4 separate regions of the Mus musculus genome follow, and all the other regions are linked to region 3. A link is a contact called in public HiChIP or PLAC-seq and promoter capture Hi-C data. All regions are on one chromosome and are shown on one strand. Each heading gives the region's core, a stretch centred on a gene start, on an enhancer-like site or on the middle of the called end of the contact. The rest is flanking DNA. Distances are from core to core; before and after follow the strand shown. Region 1 holds the start of Rnf181 (ring finger protein 181). Region 2 holds the start of Tcf7l1 (transcription factor 7 like 1 (T cell specific, HMG box)). Region 3 holds the start of Thnsl2 (threonine synthase-like 2 (bacterial)). Region 4 holds the start of Atoh8 (atonal bHLH transcription factor 8).

Region 1 (2,700 bases), core at 115-2,614, 1.2 Mb before region 3:
GCCAATGGAATGGAGGCATTTTCTCAGGGTTTGAGGGTCCTTCTTCCCAGATGATCTTAGCTTATGTCAAGTTGACAAAAAGATAACAAACATACAGGGCTTAAGACAATACTGTTTGTTTGTTTGTTTGTTTGTTAGAGGCAGTGTTTCCCTAAAAGCCCAGTGGCCTCTTAAATTCTGAGACGATGGGTGTATGCCACCTTGAGAGCTCTAAGCACTTGTTACCTTCCTTGGGTTTATTATCATCTTCCTCTTCTGAGAAAGATGGGGGGATAGCACTTTGCCCTGCTAGGTGGGTCAGCAGCACTCACTTTGGGCAAGCTACTTCTGAGACCCAGGTCAGTGGTAGAGCAGATGCTCAGCATGAACTCTAAGGCCCCTCTGAGGTGCCGCACTACAGTACTAGACAATTACAATCAGGTATTTATGGAATGCTCTTTTCCTGAATATGCCTCTCCTTTGAATTTTTTTAAAGACAGGATTTTACTATGTAGCCCACGCTGGTCTTAAGTTTGCAATCCTCTGGCGGTCACTCCCCCCCTTTTCAAAAATTTCAAAAAAATTTATTTTATAACTATGTGTGCTTTGTCAGGTGAATGTAGGTACCGGGGAGGAGGAGCAAAGAGGCATTACCTGGAGCTGGAATTACAGTAAACTGCCCAAGTTGAACTCCTAATCATGCATGGTTTTGTCTATTTTCCTTCTTTTATTGTTTATATTTATTTGTTTTAATTTTTATTTTTATTGATTGAGACAAGGTCTCAACTTTTTAGCCTTGGCTGGCCTCCCACTCACAGAAAAACACCTGGCTCTGCCTCCTGAGTGCCAGACTTAAAGACATGCACCATCGATTGCTTTATTTATTTATAATACGAGTGGGTGTCTTGCTGCATGTCTGTCTGTCTGTCACTTATTTGCCTGGTGCCCGCAGAGCATCAGACCCTCTGGAAATAGTGTTGTGCGCCATCCAGTGGGTGCTGGGACTAAAACTTGGGTGCGCTGAGCCATCTCTCCAGGCCCTTCACCCATTTTTATGCATAAAACATAATCAATGCGTGGGAATTTTCCTTTCAGGGAGTAGGTGGAACATGCAGGTAAACTCAGCCAAGGAGACACAGTAGAGATACTTCCGGCTTGGACTGGCACTTCTAGAAACCGGCGAGAGCCCTCAGATCCTGGCTCCGAAAAGTCCCCGGAATTTCCTCTTTCTCCAACCCCATTGGCTTTAGTCTTTGGTCACCTGACTTATCCAACCAACGAGAGGCGGCTGCATCGGTACTTCCGCCTCTGTGTGCGAGTCACTATGCCCACCCCAGGAGCACTCTGATTGGCTCTCCTCTTGAAATTCGATCGCTTATTGGCCAGCGCTGGATTCGGCTCTCCAGCGGCAACCTAAAGCTGTGTCAGACAAGCCCGGCAGCCCAGGAGCCATGGCGTCTTATTTTGATGAGCACGACTGCGAGCCGTTGAACCCTGAGCGTGAGGCCCGCAACAATATGTTGCTGGAACTCGCGAGAAGAGTGCGCGGGGCTTGGAGCTGGGCCCCGGGCGGCAGGTTTCTGGGTTGGGGTTTGGCGGAGAGGGCGGGTTAACCTGGGAGGTGGGGTAAATAATGTTAGTCAGGGCGACGCGATTAGTCGAGTCGGAGTCGTTAATTTGGGCTATTAATGAGTAGGGCCCGCCAGGGGATCGTGGGAAAGACGAAGATAGAAAGGGTGGGTGTAGCAAAGGGAGGCACGGGACAAGATTGTCATGGGGGCGGACACGGCCTGTGCCCAAGTGTGTAAACTGGGTAGTGTTTTGCTAGTAATAAGCAAGGAGAGAAACTCACTGCTGTCCTGGAATCAACTTTGGCTTATTCCTGAACGACTTCTTTGAGACTGCTATTTCTAGTAAAATGGGAAAGTTGCCTGGAGTGATAGTGCACACCTTTAATCCAACTACTTGGGAGGTAGAAAGAAAAAGGGAAAAGCGAGCCGGGGTTGATTGAGAGCTGTGCTGGTGGGTTTGTTTCGTGTGTGTGTGTTTTGCTTAGAGACAATCTCACTATGTATCCCTGACTGGCCTCGAACTCACAGCCTCCCAAGTGTTGTGACTAAATGCATGGGCCACCACCTCTGGCTCCCACCCTACTGAGGAGCTCTTGTGCACTATTCGTTATTATTACTATTTTAGCCAGGACAGGTATTTCCCAGTGGATTATGGGGGCCGGAACTAGATGATTTCCTTAGTTCTGATTTATACTTTCTCCCTCAGATCACTCTTTAATAGGATGGACTTTGAGGACCTGGGATTGGTAGATTGGGAACACCACCTTCCCCCACCAGCTGCCAAGGCTGTGGTGGAGAGCCTCCCTAGAACAGTCATCAGTAGCGCCAAGGCTGGTGAGGACACAAGGCCTTTTTTGTTTTTTTTTTCTGTTTAGGGCAGATAAGCCAGACCTGCCTGCCTGCCGACTCCCCCTAGCCACCAACAATCTGGCCTGTTAGTGTTCTAGGCCAAGCCTGTGTCTGAGTGGGAGGTTGGGTTGGGCCTTAACTGCTCTCCTGATCGACACTTCCTCTTCAAGATCTCAAGTGCCCCGTGTGCCTTTTGGAATTTGAGGCGGAGGAGACTGTGATTGAGATGCCCTGCCATCATCTCTTCCATTCCAACTGCATTCTGCCCTGGCTAAGTAAGGTACTCGGTCCATCCCTTCCC
Region 2 (3,061 bases), core at 517-3,016, 1.6 Mb before region 3:
CCGAAAGCTATATGTACTAATCTTTGTCTTAATGGTGTTTCTTTAAACCCATTATTGGTCCACCTAAGTCGGGGCTCAACCTGCCCAGTTCCCTGCTGTGGGTTCTGTGGGAAGAAAGATGCAGATGGACTGTAGCTCTCTCCATCACCCCCTTCTTAAAGCTGTAACTTTGTCCAGCCTCATGTGTAAGTTGTGCTTGCTTGCTTGTTTGCTGGCTTGCTTGCTTTTAAAGACAGGGGCCTCTCTAAGCAGTTGTCTTGTACCTCATTGTGTAGACCAGGCTGGCCTCAGCCTCACAGAGATCCACCGGCCTCTGCTTCCTCTCTCAGGTTTTGGGATTAAAAGCACAGGTCACCATACCTGGCTTTCAGTTGTGTTTAAAACATTTAAAAAATATGCTCATACTGACGTTCTAGACTGATTTTAAAATTTATGTTGTCACCAATGTCCCCATGGAGGATGGCTCCAAGTGGCGTTACTTCCCCCATCCCCAGCTGACTGAGGATATATGAGTCTATCTAGTCCCGAGGATTGAACACAGGACCTCATGAATGCTAAATACACGCTCTACCATCTCCATCTTTTAAATGATACCTAACTTGTGAGGGAATGAGTGCACATGGCATGGTCCACACGTAGAAGCTAGAGGACGAGTGTCTGTTCTCTACTTCCACCATGTGGGTACCGGACAGGGAACTGAAGACATGGGGCTTGACGGTAAGTACCTGCTGAGCCATCTTGTTAGCGCCCAGATACTCTCTCAAGTCTGTTTTTTACCTATGAAGCTAGTTAGGTAATTTGCTTATGGTGCTTGTGGGCTATCACGGCAGCTTCCTAATCAGCTTTGGGAGTTCTGGGTGATAATTTCTTCTTAAAATCAATACAGTTAAAATCCCGTCTGAATCCAAGACAGTGAGTATTGAATTTCACACCTCTTCTCCAGCTTTAGAGAGAAAGCGTGATCTTCAAGGTTGCAGTAGTTCCTTACTAAGAGGAAGTGATCAAAAACACAGTTTGGGGACAGGAATGCGTTGGAATACCATAGGAAAGGGAATGTAAGACCGCTCAACTTGTTTCAAAGTGTCACAAAATCTGGCTGAGTAGAAGGGCTGATGGGATCCTGTACTCGGCAGGCTGAGTGGTTGTGCTCGGCGGATCTGCGAGTCCTCGGCTGTCCCGCAGGGGGCAGTGCTGCCTGCCAGTGCGGTGGGAGCGGAGTGGGAACCCGCGCGGAGTTCTGGGGCTTGTTTGCAAAGAAAGTTAGGGGATGTGAAGGAGTGCGGGCCAGACTCTTAGAGGGAGGGTGCGAGAAAGGACTTCCCAGGGTAGCCATGGAGTTCACTGGAGGGGATCTGGATAAGTTCGAGGGGTAGGGTGGTCGCACGAGGAGGGTAGTTGTAGGCCCCGGAAGGTGCAAGCGAGCAGGACGCGAGTGTGAATACGAGTGTGCGTGCGCGCGCTGCAGTTCGCCTGGTTCCGAGAGGCGCGGGTGTCAGCTTGCAGCCGGGGCTCCTCCCTCCGGCCCCCCTGCCCCGCCGGGCGGTCCCTCCCTCCTTCCCCATCGCCCCTCCCCGGCGGGCCAGGCGCTGGGACGCCCGGGCCGAGAAGGCAGCGGCGGTGGCGGCGGCTAGTTGGGAGTCCTAGGTTCCGTGCTGCGGGACGATTCGGAGCCGAGTGTCTCTTGCCCCGGCTGGGCGGTGCTGGGCCCGCTTCCCACAGAGCCACGCCCTGTCAAAACTTTGTCGCCGCAGCGGCCAAACGATCGGAGCCGGGCCAGCGAGAGGGAGGGAGGGGCGCCGGGCCGGGCCAGGCAGGGCGCGGGGCTCCGAGCGCAGCGGCCCCGGCCCGTGGCCCCACCATGCCCCAGCTCGGTGGTGGCCGCGGTGGCGGCGCCGGCGGGGGAGGCGGTGGCTCCGGAGCCGGGGCAACCAGTGGAGGGGACGACCTCGGAGCGAACGACGAGCTGATCCCCTTCCAGGACGAGGGGGGCGAAGAGCAAGAGCCGAGCAGCGACAGCGCTTCGGCGCAGAGGGATCTGGATGAGGTCAAGTCGTCCCTGGTCAACGAATCGGAGAATCAGAGCAGTAGCTCGGACTCCGAGGTAAAGGGATTCCTAGGGTCAGCCTCTGGGGGACCCGGGTCCCGCTCCCGCTCACCCGCCCTCGCCTTTGTGTCTCCTCCACAGGCGGAGAGGCGCCCGCAGCCCGCCCGGGACGCTTTCCAGAAGCCGCGCGACTATTTCGCCGAAGGTAAGTGCCTTCTCCGTCAGTCTCCACTCTCCAGCCATCAGCGATTGGCCGTACGGGTCTCCACGGTCCGGGTGGCGGAACCCCTGCTCTCCTCCCATCGCTGCAGCAGCCACTCTGGGGCTCACTCGAGGGGTGCTCGGGTTCCAGATTCCCGCCCCGAGCTCCAGATAGCTACTCTGTCTGGGGGACCCCTGACCTCACTCCACTTTGGTTTTGTCCGCAGTGAGAAGGCCCCAGGATGGCGCTTTTTTTAAGGGACCTGCGTATCCTGGGTACCCCTTCCTGATGATTCCAGACCTGAGCAGCCCGTACCTCTCCAACGGACCCCTGTCTCCTGGTGGAGCGCGCACCGTAAGTGTCAGTCCGGCCGTGCCGGGACCGGTGGGCGTCGGGCCCGGCGGGATGCGCCCCTGGGCTTTCCGTGGTGTGGGGGATGGGGCCTCCTGCCTGAGCTGATCCTGGGCCGAACTTGTTTGCAGAGTCAAACTCCCCTGTGGCGGCCTAGTATGAGACTGCTTTTGGCCAGTAACGGGATGAAAGTAAAGTTCTTTTAACTTCTCGCCTTTGGGAGATTGCGGCCTGGTGGGACCTCCCAGCCTCCCAAATTCCTTGCTCCTACCAAAGGAAAACTTGGATTTGTGCCTGCCTTTGGAGGTGGGGGGTGTGTGTTTGGGGGGGGGGTGTCTCGCTTTCCTTCCCGGAGATTGGTCAGCTTTCCCCTTGGCAAGGGAGAAAGTTGGGCAAGGGCCTGGAGGATCCTGACTTGAGATGTCCTCTGACCTGCGGGTTCCCTGGGCTGCTGTGAGCTGTAC
Region 3 (2,825 bases), core at 138-2,637:
AGGCTGTCCTTGGATGCGATTTCTTTGGGAACACTGTAACAAACACTGCTGACTTTTGTGAGTCCCAGTTTTCCTGGCTTCTGAATGGTTAAATGCACCTCATGGAAAGTACAGAAACACGTTGGAGAAGGTCCATGGCTGACCTGTATCCCTCAATAGGTTGGTGCCTCTGACCTCTGTCAACTCTATGGCAAGTCCCTGGCCCATTTTGTACTCAGAAGGCCTATCCCATATCCTGAGCAGGGACAGTCTCTCAGTGCCTTCTACCAGGAGACTGAGCTGGCTACTCAGGGGCAGCTTCACACACTGTTGCCTAGTGGATGGCCTGTGTAGGGGAGGACTAGACGGCAGGCAACTTGAATAAGCACAGGCCTCAGGAGGAGGAAGGAGACAGGCAAAGACCAGGCCAAGGCCAGGGCTAAGAATAAATCTTAGACTGTACTTGTCTGGTCCATCTTCAAACCTATGTTTATCTTGGAGCGTGAATGTAAATCCTGGGACATTTGATCATGTTTGGAGAAAAAAATACCCCAAATTCTTGCTTTTTTCCCTCCCTGAAAAATAAATTAGGGCCTGAGACTGCAGCTCCACTGGTAAGGTGCTTGCCGAGCCCACACAAAGTTCTGCTTCGATTCCCAGCATAAGCCGTTGGTAACACAAGTCTGTAATGTCAGCACTCAGGAGATGGAGATGGAAGATCGGGACTTCAAGATCATCCTTTACTGTATAACCAGCTTCCATGAAGAAGGGGGGAGAACATAGAGAAAAGGAAGGGGAGGGGGAAACTGAGTCAGACTTACGCTTCTATAGATAGTATTGTTCTATTAAGAATTTTTTAGCTAAATGATGCACCCATCTGGTGGATTTTAGCACAGGCTCTTGGATTTATGTAAACCAGAATCCTGAAAGCCAAAGGATGGAATGGTGGAAGGCTAAGTCCTTCTTCCCACATTGCCCTCTGATTTCTCATCTAAAAACAAAACAAAGCTTTTAATCCCAGCACTCGGTGGAGGAGTTAGGAAAGGGATGTGCAAAGACAGGCAGATCTCTTTGTGAGTTCAAGGCCAGCCTGCTCTACATACAATCTCCTGAGTGGCCAGAGCTACATAGAGACAGGTCTCTCAATAAGTAAACAAACAAATAAAAACAGAACAAAATGTCACCGTCTTTTATTCTATCGAGTCTCAGCGAAGATCATGAGTCTAAAAGAGAATCCAGAGTCTGAAAGGCACTCATTGAACACAAAGGCTAGTGTTCCGGTGTCTGCCTTGTCCCCCACCCGACCCCCCTACTCCTGTCTTCCAAGCTCTGTCTTCTACCCCTCCCCGAAGTCCCTTCTCCACTCCCCCTCCTCCGCCCTCTGTAGGAGCTCCTCCCCAGCTTTGGCTTTAAACTCAGAACCTCCGGCTCAGGGAAGTCAGAGCTGTGCGCGTCGCCCACTGGACTCGGGTCTCCAGGCAGCTCCGCGCCCCTACGGTAACCTCGCCCAGTTCTCTGCTGCGTGCCCCCCACCCCGCGCTCTCCACGGTGACACGTCAGATTTCTGGCTGCTGTCCTGGTCCCGTAGCTCAGCTTGGCTTCCGGGCCACCGTTTTAAAGCCAGCTGGGGCCTTAGGATGGCAGCAGCCCCAATAGCCCTAGCAGCCCGCGCGGGTGGAGGATTTCTCATGTTTTTCTCCTGCAGCCAGGGTTCGGCAGTGTGGGAGTAACCCGGAAACTCAGGACAGTGCGCTGTGTTCAGAGGGTAGGGATGGGGTCTTAGGGTTCGGCGAGCTCGCCAGCGGGTGTACACCGCCCGCCCTCCCAGGCCTTGCTTTAAACTCCAATCCAGGAGTAGTGATCTACCACTAGGGGCGAGACTCCATGCCTCCCCACCTCCGCTACCGCCGCGCCGAATCCCGCCCCAAAGGCGGGATTACTGTTATTATTTATCGTGGTTATTGCCCTGTCTCCGCTCTGGAATAAAATCCAGAAACGTTCCAAAAAGTAATTATCACAGTAAAGTACAGCGGAGATCTGAGTCCAGAGCCCTGACACAACAGTCTTAAAAAAAAAAAAAAAAAAAAAGTCGTTAGCTGTTTCTTGTAGCTTTTTCTGCGCTGTCCCTTGAAGTGATCTTTCAGAACCGACCGACAGCCCTTAATCCTGTGAGAAGCTTGGGACTGTTTGCTAATCAAGCCATCTTCTTATTCTGGCACATGCTTAGCTCAAGCCGGGCTTTCTTCACCTCTGTGCCTTGTTCATGTCTTTCTTGGGTTGCAGAATCCCCACCTCAGTGCCCGGGTATCATGTGGTCCATTCTACCGAGGACCAAGGACAGGGCTTTGGAAAAATGTTCCTCATAGCTCCACCTGCTTCTGCCCTGTCCCAGCACCCCCAGCCCTTTGATCAGTAGAACTCCCTGGCTGCATTTCCTTTAGTCAGGTCCAGAATCCTTATGCAGCAAGGATTTCAGGGCAGTTTGCTCTAACGTTGTTCACAGCATTCCAGAACTCCCTGCAGTTACTGAAGGCACTGCTAAGCCTTTGACCTCCTGGCCCTGCTTCTGCCTTCTGAGCAGCTGTGCCTATGTCCCATGTCATGGACTCCTATGTGGGCTGATTCCTGTGTCCCAGATTCCTAACGTCATTTCTGTTTATACCCATTGCCCAGCATTACATTATCCACCCTGGTTCTATTTGATAATATTCTTGGTTTCAGGCATGTCTAATGCATGTGACTGAGAATAGCTATGAATAGGGAGGCCCAAAACAAAATTCTAAGCTTACTTAAAACATTATGTGATTTCATGTATCTCTTGCTCTTATAACTTGATGGCACCATTC
Region 4 (2,702 bases), core at 129-2,628, 1.1 Mb before region 3:
CCCTATCACTGCTCTCTTTCCTTCCATTCCGACAAATTACAGTGGTCTTTCCCTTCTTTTGGAAGACATTAGAAAAGGGCTGGGGTTCAGCTTTCGTGGAGCCCGTTGTTAGGAATGGCATCCACTCACGTGGAGGCATCTAACACACTAACTGCCACGGGCAACACAGCTTGTGACTCTGCCCAACTCTAGCTAAGCCCCGAGTTATAGTTTCACTACACCAGTGTGTCAAGGGTCACCATTCAAATGCCATATACGATCTCCTTTCATCCTTTTAATGACACTTGCCTCAAAGGAGACCATTGGAGGAAGGCTCGGTGAAGAGAGCAACTCTACGTGGCAGCACAGGGGAAGGTGTGTGCAGAGGGTCCCGAGAGGGCCTCCCCGTCAGCCTCTTCTTTCTAGTAGGATTTCCAGTGGAATAGGGGCCTGGGGGTCTGGAGAGTGAACTCTACCTCTGGGGCCAATTGGCATCAGGCTCTGTGCTCAATCAATTGTTATCATTCCCAGGAGGAAGGTGTGGTTGTGACCCCTATCCTGGGCATAAGGAGCCAGAGGTGCCGAGGGACAGCACGACGAATGCCAAGGTCGCTCAGTAAATGGCAACCTTGAGCTCTGGACCTAAGAATTCTGTCTGCTTGAGGAGCTGTCCTGCCCTGGCTGATAACATTAGCGCAGCTACTGATGACCTGGCACCTCCTGTGTGGCGGCTTTCACAGCCAGGCTGTGACAAGCATGGGTGTTCTCCAGATTCCTCATTTCATAGATGAGTAAATCTGGGTTTAGCAGGGCGCTTCGGGTAAGATGACTTAAGATCTTCACCGACGTTACATCTGCTAAACCAGACATTTGCATCTCTCAGTTTCCCAATGTCCGGTGTTCTGTTCCTAAGGCCTCTGCCCCAGCAAATAGGGGCAAGAAGGGAGAAGGCCTTCTTGCAGTTGGATGACAATGACCAGCCACTCTGGGGTTCTTCTCTCCCACTTATCTTTCCCTCCCAGAAGCTCTGGGATTTCTCCCTCTGTTGGACAGTTCGGGTGGGAGGTAGAAGGGAAGGTTCTGGATGGGAAAGGTCGGCGCTGCGTCACCCCCACCCCCACCCCAGGCCAACAAGGCTGGGCAATGAAGGGCCACAGCGATTAGCAGCCACGTGCTCGGGACTGTAGTGGACAGTGCGGACTGTTTTTGGAGAGAGAAGGCGCGCCCCCAACTTGGGTAGGGGGCAGAGAGGGCGAGCAGGAGGAGGCAGGTTCCGGCACAAGGCATGAGGGGTGGGGGGAGGCCGAGAGCACGCGGACAAAGGAGGCGGCCCTCAGCCCAGCTGTTTTGAAAAATGCTTCCTGTTTCTTTAAAGGCGCTCGCTGCTCGGGCGGCCTGGGCTCGGGAGGCGGCAGCGGCGGCGGCGGGAGCTGCCTCCTCTCCGGGCGGGCGGCGCTGAGTGATCTTGCGAACTGGGCTTCTGTGTAAACTGAGGCTAAACAAACACAGATGGAGCGCAGCGGGCGTTCTGCAGAAATGCTGGCAGGGCGGCAGCGACTTCAGATGACACTCTGAGCTCTCCCGGGGAACCGGCAGCCTCCAAGGCTTCACGGAGCCGGAGGCGCAGCTGCCCCGGGAGTGGGGGTGCGAGGGAGGGACCCGGGGAGGGAGGGTAGGAGGAGAGAGCGCGGCGACAAGGCGGCGCTCAGCGCGGCGGCCACCCGGCACAGCCAGGCGCGCGGCGTGCAGAGTGATCGCTGCGGGCGCGCGTCCCGGGCAGTCCCACGCCCCAGCCTCACGCCGTCCTCGCCATGAAGCACATCCCGGTCCTCGAGGACGGGCCGTGGAAGACTGTGTGCGTTAAAGAACTGAACGGCCTCAAGAAGCTCAAGCGGAAAGGCAAGGAGCCGGTGCGGCGCGCGAATGGCTATAAAACTTTCCGATTGGACTTGGAAGCTCCCGAGCTCGGCGCCACAGTCAGCACCACCGCCGCCACCAACGGGCTTCGGGACAGGACACAACCGTTCCCGATCGCGACCCCAGTACCAGCCTCAGTGGCGCCGGCGGTTCCTCCAGGTGGAGGCACAGACACAGCCAGGGAATTCCGGGGCATCAGAGCGCCTGAGGTCTCTGACGCGCGCAAACGCGGTTTCGCTCTGGGCACAGTGGGACCGGGACTACCCACGCCACCGCCGCCTCCCGCATCTCAGAGCTTGGCACCCGGGGATCCCGAGGCGCACTCCTTCCGCGAGCAGGCTCTGCGTCCCCGCATCTTGCTGTGCGCCCCTCCCGCGCGTCCCACACAATCCGCGCCTCTCGCACCCCCAGCGGCGCCACAAGAGTCCCCCGTGCGCCCTGCGCCCCCCACGCGCCCGGGGGAAAGTTCCTACTCGTCAATTTCACACGTAATTTACAATAACCACCCGGATTCTTCCGCGTCGCCTAGGAAACGGCCAGGCGAAGCGACCGCCGCCTCAACGGAGATCAAAGCCCTGCAGCAGACCCGGAGGCTTCTGGCCAACGCCAGGGAGCGGACGCGGGTGCACACCATCAGCGCAGCCTTCGAGGCGCTGAGGAAGCAGGTACTCACTAACCGCCGCGGGGTTAGAGTGGCAGAAGTGGGTGGGTGGGTGGTCCCAGGGTCGGAGTTAGGATAAAAGGAATCCCACAAAGCAGGCAGATTAGAGTTATCATTGTTGCAACTTTTTAGTTTGTAAAGTGGG

What was found. Promoter capture Hi-C pulls out the DNA fragments that hold promoters and counts their contacts. HiChIP or PLAC-seq counts read pairs in DNA pulled down with a chosen protein or histone mark.
Region 1: an H3K27ac HiChIP or PLAC-seq map of microglia shows a contact between it and region 3, with 9 times the contacts expected there. The contact joins the promoter of Rnf181 here to the promoter of Thnsl2 in region 3. A contact is called at or near these places in 2 of 39 promoter capture datasets (both in liver) and 1 of 115 datasets of contacts at active chromatin or transcription factors (microglia).
Region 2: a promoter capture Hi-C map of liver shows a contact between it and region 3, with 4 times the contacts expected there. The contact joins the promoter of Tcf7l1 here to the promoter of Thnsl2 in region 3. A contact is called at or near these places in 2 of 39 promoter capture datasets (both in liver).
Region 4: a promoter capture Hi-C map of pre-B cells shows a contact between it and region 3, with 5 times the contacts expected there. The contact joins the promoter of Atoh8 here to the promoter of Thnsl2 in region 3. A contact is called at or near these places in 7 of 39 promoter capture datasets (3T3-L1-derived adipocytes, embryonic stem cells, hippocampal neurons and 3 more) and 1 of 484 Hi-C or Micro-C datasets (B cells).

What each region holds. Positions count from the first base shown.
Region 1 is chr6:72,361,096-72,363,795 of GRCm38.p6, reverse strand. Rnf181 (ring finger protein 181) reads left to right here and starts at 1,364. Exons shown (of 5, transcript NM_025607.4): 1 at 1,364-1,555; 2 at 2,257-2,384; 3 at 2,570-2,679. The coding sequence starts at 1,431.
Region 2 is chr6:72,787,750-72,790,810 of GRCm38.p6, reverse strand. Tcf7l1 (transcription factor 7 like 1 (T cell specific, HMG box)) reads left to right here and starts at 1,766. Exons shown (of 12, transcript NM_009332.3): 1 at 1,766-2,101; 2 at 2,186-2,249; 3 at 2,473-2,600. The coding sequence starts at 1,859.
Region 3 is chr6:71,142,942-71,145,766 of GRCm38.p6, reverse strand. It overlaps Thnsl2 (threonine synthase-like 2 (bacterial)), which reads left to right and starts at 1,387. Exons shown (of 9, transcript NM_001033929.2): 1 at 1,387-1,476.
Region 4 is chr6:72,234,253-72,236,954 of GRCm38.p6, reverse strand. It overlaps Atoh8 (atonal bHLH transcription factor 8), which reads left to right and starts at 1,378. Exons shown (of 3, transcript NM_153778.3): 1 at 1,378-2,561. The coding sequence starts at 1,791.